2 separate regions of the Sus scrofa genome follow, and region 1 is linked to region 2. A link is a contact called in public promoter capture Hi-C data. All regions are on one chromosome and are shown on one strand. Each heading gives the region's core, a stretch centred on a gene start, on an enhancer-like site or on the middle of the called end of the contact. The rest is flanking DNA. Distances are from core to core; before and after follow the strand shown. Region 1 holds the start of DALRD3 (DALR anticodon-binding domain-containing protein 3). Region 2 holds the start of IP6K2 (inositol hexakisphosphate kinase 2).

Region 1 (4,036 bases), core at 694-3,193, 250 kb after region 2:
TTTGAGATGTGAGTTGTCTTTATTCCCAGTAAATCCCAGTCCGCTAGAACTGCTGGTTTTCTCCCCTTGAATTTTGAGGAATTAGAACCACCATGATGGCTTCCAGAACTGCCAGCTTTTCAAGTTTCTCCTTTAACCTAGTATACTTTAACAGGGATCCTCCCACTTCCTGGTTAAGGCAACCAGCCTTTGTGGCTCAACTAAACAATGTGACCATAAGAAGTCCCAGCTTAAGAACAGCTCTTGTCCCTCTACCAGTGATAAACCTCTTTCCTCTGTCCCAGGAAGGCTCCAGAATGTCTCCATTTCTAGTAACTTAAACCCCCTTTTCTCTCTCCTTTTTGTAGCTGCAACCTTGGCATGTGGAAATTCCCAGGCCAGGGACTAAACCCCAACCACAGCAGTAATGACACCAAATCCTTAATCACTGGGCCACCAGGGAAATCCCCCTCTTTCTCTCTTTTTTTTTTACTAGGGATTGAACTTGATGCAGCAGAACATCCATAATCTCTGCCCTGGAGAAGTGAGAGTGCCCAGAACTCAGAAGAGAGAGGATTCTAGGAGCAGGAAAAGCTTGGCAAGGTCCCTTTCTGGGCCAGGGTTGCAAGGCCCTGCAGGGAGGCTCCGAAAGAGCACTGGGCGGACACGACATTCCCGATGGCTACTTGGGTGCCCACTCAACGGGAGTGATCGTGTCATTCCAAAGCACTTTCCATGCCGCAGGTGCACAACCTAGGGTCAGCTGCTAATAGGATTGGGGGCCAGAGGCTGAGCTGGGGTCTTCAGCTACTCTTGGTGCATGAGGACACTTACAGTGGCTTTACCCCAGGAAGTGAAGGGCTATCTTTAGTCAGCTGTGGGCTGGGGTGGCCCTGGGGGACTCACCACCATTGCAGACCACCATTGCAGCCCAATCAGAAGTCCCTGTGTCCTCCCTCCCTTGCCAGTGCTACCTTGGGATCCAAGAGATGGCCACAGCCTGGGCTCCCCGACGTCTACGCCTGTCATTTCCAGCCTGAGGGCGCACCTGAGAGAGGGACAGAAATCAGAGTGGCCCGATAAAGTATGTCTGGGGATCAGGGGCTAGCCCACCGAATCTGGGCCAGAACGCTGCTCAGGCAAGAGAGCAGGGAACGAAATCCAAGTGCAGCTGGAATGCTCTGGAGACAACAGCTGCTTTTGGGATTCCGTTGCCCGCTGTCCAGCCGTGGGGAGTGGGAGGTTGAGAGGGGTAATCTCTTGCCTTGGTGCCAGATCAAACTTCCTACATTCCCAGTCCCAGGAGAGGGAGCCAAGAGAAGGTGGTGAAATCAAGTGCGGTAGGAACGAGCCGCTCGCTCACCTGGGCCCCAAAACAATAGGTGTGGTGGGGACCCCCCCCCCCGGGACTGGGTCCCAATCTGGATTAGATCCACGGGGTAGGATTAATCCTGTTGGTCCCATGCAGTCAGGGCCACTACACTGGCGGTGGCGGGGCGGGCTTCAGGATCAGCCAAGAGGGAAGCGCGCCCGTGGGGCCTCGGAGAGGAAGTAAACCCTCCCCTGGGACACCCCCGCACCCGGGCCCTTTGTCTGGTGACGCTGCCAGTGTCGGGAGTGCGAGAAGCCCAATGAGCCCTCAAGGCAGCGACGGGACCCCCGGAGATCTACTGAGAACGTCCTCGGTTGTTCGAAACCCCCCCGCCAGCCTGGCCCCGCGGGCGGCAGACGCAGCAATGTTTCCCCGGAGGCCACCATACAGTAGGCGCGCCGAGATGTCGGAACCTGCGCGGGCGCCAGCGACTCTGGCACCAGTAGGCCTTCTGATTCGGCTCAAGACGCGGGGGAGGGATTCTCTGGACGCAGAGCGAGGTGAACAAGAATAGGGCGATACTCCGGCCGCTGTATAGTTCAATGTCTGGTCCGTTTCGGCCCGGTCCGACCCAGGAGCAGCAACGACCAGCCTGACGTCGCGTCCTCTTCCGCTTGTTCTAGCCGCAGAGTTGGAGCCATTTTAAGGCGAAACCACTCAGCCACGCCCCCTCGCCCTCCAGAGAAGCCAATCCAAGCGCAACGACGCCTGGTGTGAAACGCCGCGGCGTTGCCAACGGTCGCGCGGGTGAACGGTTGGGAGGGGCTGAACTCGGAGGGCGAGAGGGGGAAACCTGAGCTGCCCGCACCGCCCTCGGAATCCGACTCCGCGAAGCCGGGATTAGAAATTTGGAGGCTGGCACCACGCCCTGGCCAGGTGTGCGGGACTCGAACAGGTGCTAGGCCGCCCCTCCCCGGGTCCCAAGAGCCCGGCTTAATGGCTAAGAGCCGGGGGCCCGGCCGCGGCTGGGGCTCAGACTGTGCTGAGGCCTGTCACGCCACCAGGTGTCCGGCTCCCCCAGAACGGCCTGCGGGGGCCTGGGGCGGGGCGGACGGCAGCTGCAGACACTGGAGCCGCACCGGGAGACCCGCCCTGCTGGGACCTAAGCCCCTGGTCGGCTCCCTCCCGTCTCCAGCCCGGGGCCGGCAGAGCTGCGCGGTGCCCTCCGCGACGCTGGGGGCGCTGTCGTTGCTCCGGGCTGGGTGACGCCACGACCCCGCTGACCCTGCGCCGGTCTCCCTGTGCGCTGATCCGCCATGGCAGCGGTGTTCGTGCTTCGGAGCTTGTATCGAGCGCGACACATCCTTCGCTGGCCGCTCGCGCAGCTGTCCTGGTGAGGCCGGACCCACCGTCCCTGACCACCTGCCCCCCACAGCCAGCGACTCCCAGCCCCTTAGACCCCGACCATACCCCTCCGCAGGGCCCCAGGGCGTGGGCATCGGCTCACGCCGACGGATGATGAGCTGTATCAGCGGACGCGAATATCTCTGCTGCAGCGCGAGTCCCCGCAGGCGATGTACATCGACAGCTACAGCAGCCGCGGCTTCGTGGTCAATGGAAATCGCGTGCTTGGGCCCTGCGCGCTGCTTCCGCACTCGGTGGTGCAGTGGAACGTGAGCCCTTCCCTGCAATAAGGAAACCCGAGGACCAGAGTCAGGCCTGCCTTCCTGACTCCGTCCTTGGCAAACTTGGCTTTTCTTTTGCCCCGCTTTGGAGCAGGTAGAGGGTCGGTGGGGAAACCTCCATAGACTTGTAATTAACTTGTCTCCTTCCCACACAGGTAGGTTCCCACCAGGACATCACCGAAGGAAGCTTCTCTCTCTTTTGGATGCTGGAGCCCCGAATAGGTACTGGAGGAAGGGAAGGCTGAGGTGATGAGCCCCGGAAACCCACCCTCTCGATAGACCTCGTTGCAGCCTTGCTATGCTCATCTTTCCCTAGAGATTGTTGTGGTGGGCACTGGAGACCGGACTGAGCGGCTGCAGCCCCAGGTGCTGCGAGCCATGAGGCAGCGGGGCATCGCTGTGGAAGTGCAGGACACAGTATGTCTGGTACTCGGGAATGCTGAGGCGAGCCCAGGCCTGGCCTTGGCCCTAGCCCAGCTGATGCTGGCTTTCTCTTTGCAGCCCAATGCCTGTGCCACTTTCAACTTCCTGTGTCATGAAGGCCGGGTGACAGGAGCTGCTCTCATTCCCCCACCTGGAGGGGCTGCTCTCACATCTTTGGCCCAAGTCTCAAAAAAATGAACCACCAGGAACCTTGCCACCCTTTGCTGAGTGCAGGGGTTTCCAGTTTTTACTAGCTCCTCCCCTTTGGCACTGTAACAACTTGTCTTTCTAGCCAGCAAATTAATAATTTAATCTACTTCTCACAATTTTGTACTAGGTGTATTGCTGGACAGGAGCTGCTGGCTCCGTGGGTTCATGGAGGGGGTTGTGAAAAAATCAAGGGGATACTCAAGAGGCGAGGAAGCTGTATAGGTGTCTGTTATAAACTGTACATCTCTTTGCTCACATGCAGATTTGAGGGGACTTCAGTGCTTTCTCCACAAGGCCCTTTAGAGATTCAAGTTAGAGAACATGTATGTGGGGTCTCAGCCTGATCCCCTGTGGCCAAGCTTTGGGCTAGCAGGAGGCCCTGTGGATGCCAGTCTATAGCCTCATGGCCTGTTCTGTGACCCTTTCT
Region 2 (3,871 bases), core at 347-2,846:
CCCTCTGCAAGGAAGACTGGCTAAGGTTCATCGGTCAGCAGTGGTGCTTTCCTCACACATTCCACTGCTCAGACAGATATGGGGCTGGTTTACCACGCACTTGTCTGTCACCTGTGAAGTAGAAATCTATTATGTCTGCTAAACTGGTCTTTAAATTATATCAACTCTAGTCCTGGTTTTCATTCACCTGATTTCTAACAATTCCTGTTAATTCCACTCTAAAGTCACAAAGCAGGTAAACCAACTACAGCAACAGTTAACCCTTCAACTGACTTTTTTCCTCCAGAAAAAGTTACTAAGCAATCAACTGGCCTATTATGTCAATCCGATAAAAGTACTTATTTTGCTCAGTTTTAATTCTGGTGGTGGTTAAAGTTAAAACAATAATAACCCCACCCTGAAACTTCTCTTTAAATACTTAACACCTGGTTGCAGAATGCAATTACACAAACTCCACTGCAGCGACCTTTGTAAATAAGCATCTTAGTTCACTTAAAACGTTACCCTGCTAAAAATGCAAATACTTCAAAAGTTTTAGTACTTTTCCTTAAAACTATTCTTTCAGATGATTTTATCTTATTCTTGCTCCGTGCACATTTTGCTACCAAAATGTTTTATTCCAAGCAGTGTTTAGTTCTATTTCCTCTGGTATTTAAGAGCACTAGATTTTACTGGTTTCTACATTTTCCTTCCACAACATTTGGACTAATTTTCCTGCAATTTAGCTCTAATACATGAAACTGAATAAAAGCCCAAAATGAAACAAATCATTGGGATGCAAGATAAAAAGCAGTCTGTAATCCAATGTGAAAGAAATGAAAGCTCCACCCATAGCGAAGCTTATCTCTATAAAGACGACGTCCTCGGATCCATTTTAGGACTTTGGGGGATAAGAAGGTTAGGTGTGCAGATTTCCCCACGAGACACCCACTGACAAATCGAACTGGCATTCAATACCCAAAATGGCTGCACTTCTGCCGGCTGCAGGTAACCGTACCTGAGGTACTGAGCTGAATTCTATGCCAAAGACTCAAGGAGGCTCCCCTCAATAACCCGGGAGTCGTGGACACCAAAGTCCTGGGGAGGCACTGTAATGATCCAGATCTTGCCCTCCAGCAAAGGCTGCAGACTTCAATGACCGGGAGAGATCCTGCACCTCCCAAATATCTGGGAGACCCCCCAATGACCAGGGATGAGTCTGCCCTTCAAAACCAGGGGAGATATTCTCTCTCCAGTAACGTGAAGAAATAATGCCTCACTCAAATGACCCAGGGAAATCTGGTCCCAAAAGGACCCTGAGATCTCTCGCCCCCCCAAATCATGTAAGAACCCCTCTCAAATAAGCCGAGGACACCCCTAACGACCAACGACCTCGCTTCCCAACGGCCCAGAGAAAACCCCCTCCAAAACCCCCGGGGCGGCAGAGCCACAGGCCCGGCAAAGCGGACGTTACCTGCCGCCTCAGCCCGGTCCAGCGACGCTTCCGTCCTATTGTTTCTCTCCCACCAAGATGGCTGCCGTCGCGCCGAGCCCCGCCCCCCGGGCCTCACTCCCGGAGCCCCTCACTATTGGCTCGCACCAAGAGCCCAGCTCGCGGACTGGGCGGCCCAAAAAGCGCTGTTGCTAGGGCGCCAGGATTCGTTGCAGTGGCTTCCGGAAGGGGCGGGGCATGGGCGGGGTCAGGGGGTGGAGCCTTTTCTGCCTCTGAGGGAGAAGGTGGTCAAGGAGGTCAGGTTGGGTGGACAAATGGGTTTCCAGTTGATCAGTGCAATGCAGGATGCTAGGGGTACTGATGGATCAGCCACTTGTACCGTTTTTCCTGGGTACGAGGGACTTTCTGGGATGCAGGAATTTCAACGCTAACATTGAGAGAGTCTGCATCAACTGGAAAGTTGGTCACCCTAGCAAATAGATGGATAAAGGACTGGATGTGGATGGACAGGAAGACGGACAAAAGAGTGACTGTAGACGGTGGATACATTGGCGGTTATATGCACAGGTAGACAGATGACTAGGTGTAGATGGATGGACAAATGACTAGATATAGAGAGGTGGACAGAGGAATGGCTGTACAACCCTTTGTGGACTGGTGGGTTACCCAGTGCCCAATCCAGGTCCTACCAAGATCCACACTGCAGGGCTTGTCTGGAGTTCCTTTGTCCTCGGCCCTATGTTGGCCAGGAGGGCTCCCAGAGTGAATGTTAATGTGGCTGCCAAAGGAAAGAGAAAGCGGAGATGCTACTGAGAGTGGTTAGAGCATCCTACCTGTTCTCTGTGTGCTGGGGGTTTGCCGAAATATACTCATTCATTCAACAAGTATTTATGAAGCACCTGCGCTCCATGCTAGAAAGATAGCAGGGAACAAAAGCAGGAAAAACAAAACCAAAACCAAAAAACAAATAGTTTTGCCCTTATGAGGATAGACGGGAAAGATTTCTGTGACCAGCTGATCTCCCTTGTTTTGGAAGCACCATCCCTGTGTGGCATCCAGGGCTCCATGTCCTTCTGGTTTCCTCTGACCTCACTGGTTCCTCCTCTTTAACTTTTCTCTGTCTACACTATTTCTCATAGTCTTTCCCAGGTTCATGGCTTCAAATTTCATCTATATGTCAATTACTCCCAAAGGTATATGTCCAATCAGACCTTTCCTGAGTGCCAGACTCAATGTCCAACTGTTGAGTTGACTAGGCACCTGCACTCTGACTTCCACTTGGCATCTCAAACTCAACTTGTGCCACCCTAGCTCTGGCTCATCCCCCAAACTCACTCCATCCCACCTCCCCCAGCTCAAGCGATGGCAGCTCAGTCCTTCCTACTATTCAGGCCAAACACCTTAAAATACCTCTTGACTTTCTTTCCCACTTACATTCAGTGCTTCAGTTGCTTCCATTGCATCATCTATCCAGAATGAGACCATTTCCTGCCAGGTTGATGGCTTCTTCCATCTAGTTCAAGTCCCCACCATCTCTCCCCAGGACAATATCACATCCACGTCCTGGTCTCTTGCTGCTGCCCTTGCACCCCCTTTGTTTGCCTCCAGCACACACACCCCGCCCTACCAGCCTCCTAGAGCTTCCCACATGTCATACTCTGCACAGCTCAGGTGGAAATCTCTCTGTTTTGCTCATGGATGTCTCCTGAGTACCGCAAGCCCTTTACTAAGCTGCACAAATACTTGATGCCAAGTGATAAATGCTATGGAAAAAAAAATAAAATGGCTCAGTGGAAGGTTGGAACAGGATGAGAGGGCCCAAGATTGAGGCTAGCCTGGTTATGTTCAGAAGGCCCCGCTGACACCCACTGGGATTTTACCTGTTCCTGTTCTCTGTCTGTGTCTTCAGGACCTGCAGTGGCTGCTGTAGTTATAGAATAAAAGCCCAACAGGCACCAGTCATTCAGGCCCTCACAAATGCGTACTGCCCCAACTTCTTCTGCCCACCCTATCTCCCATTCTAGTATTCCTATGTGTGGGGTGGAGCCTGAACAGGGCAGGGTCTCCCTGGAGCAGCTCCAGCCTTAATTCGCTCTTCTATTCCCTCCATAAGTGCTTAGCAAAGGCTGACCTGGGCCAAACCCTAGGTACATGGCAAGAATGGACACAGGAAGAACTCAAATGATTTATGGAGTCCCTACCCACCAGTGGGAAGTGTTATGGTGGAGTGGTTGAAGGATGGATACAACAGACTATAAAGGAGCAAATAACTTATTATGGGCAGTATAAACACAGTAGACAAAAGGAACCAAACTGTTGTACAGAATATGGTGTTTACGTCCAAGGCAGCAGGATAGGTGGATCTGAAAAGGGGATATCTGAGCTAAGATCAGTCCAAAGCTATGGCCAAGGAGGGAAAGATCTAAGAGAAGCCAGTCC

What was found. Promoter capture Hi-C pulls out the DNA fragments that hold promoters and counts their contacts.
Region 1: a promoter capture Hi-C map of fetal liver shows a contact between it and region 2, with 2.9 times the contacts expected there. The contact joins the promoter of DALRD3 here to the promoter of IP6K2 in region 2. A contact is called at or near these places in 1 of 5 promoter capture datasets (fetal liver) and 1 of 2 datasets of contacts at active chromatin or transcription factors (alveolar macrophages).

What each region holds. Positions count from the first base shown.
Region 1 is chr13:31,654,363-31,658,398 of Sscrofa11.1, forward strand. DALRD3 (DALR anticodon-binding domain-containing protein 3) reads right to left here and starts at 1,944. Exons shown (of 14, transcript XM_021070653.1): 1 at 1,740-1,944; 2 at 954-1,027. The coding sequence starts at 1,008. NDUFAF3 (NADH:ubiquinone oxidoreductase complex assembly factor 3) reads left to right here and starts at 2,579. Exons shown (of 5, transcript NM_001243606.1): 1 at 2,579-2,684; 2 at 2,772-2,964; 3 at 3,132-3,198; 4 at 3,293-3,393; 5 at 3,478-3,725. The coding sequence starts at 2,608. The coding sequence ends at 3,597. It overlaps MIR425 (microRNA 425), which reads right to left and starts at 711; the gene lies at 632-711. It overlaps MIR191 (microRNA 191), which reads right to left and starts at 1,201; the gene lies at 1,122-1,201.
Region 2 is chr13:31,405,393-31,409,263 of Sscrofa11.1, forward strand. It overlaps IP6K2 (inositol hexakisphosphate kinase 2), which reads right to left and starts at 1,597. Exons shown (of 6, transcript XM_021070643.1): 1 at 1,454-1,597.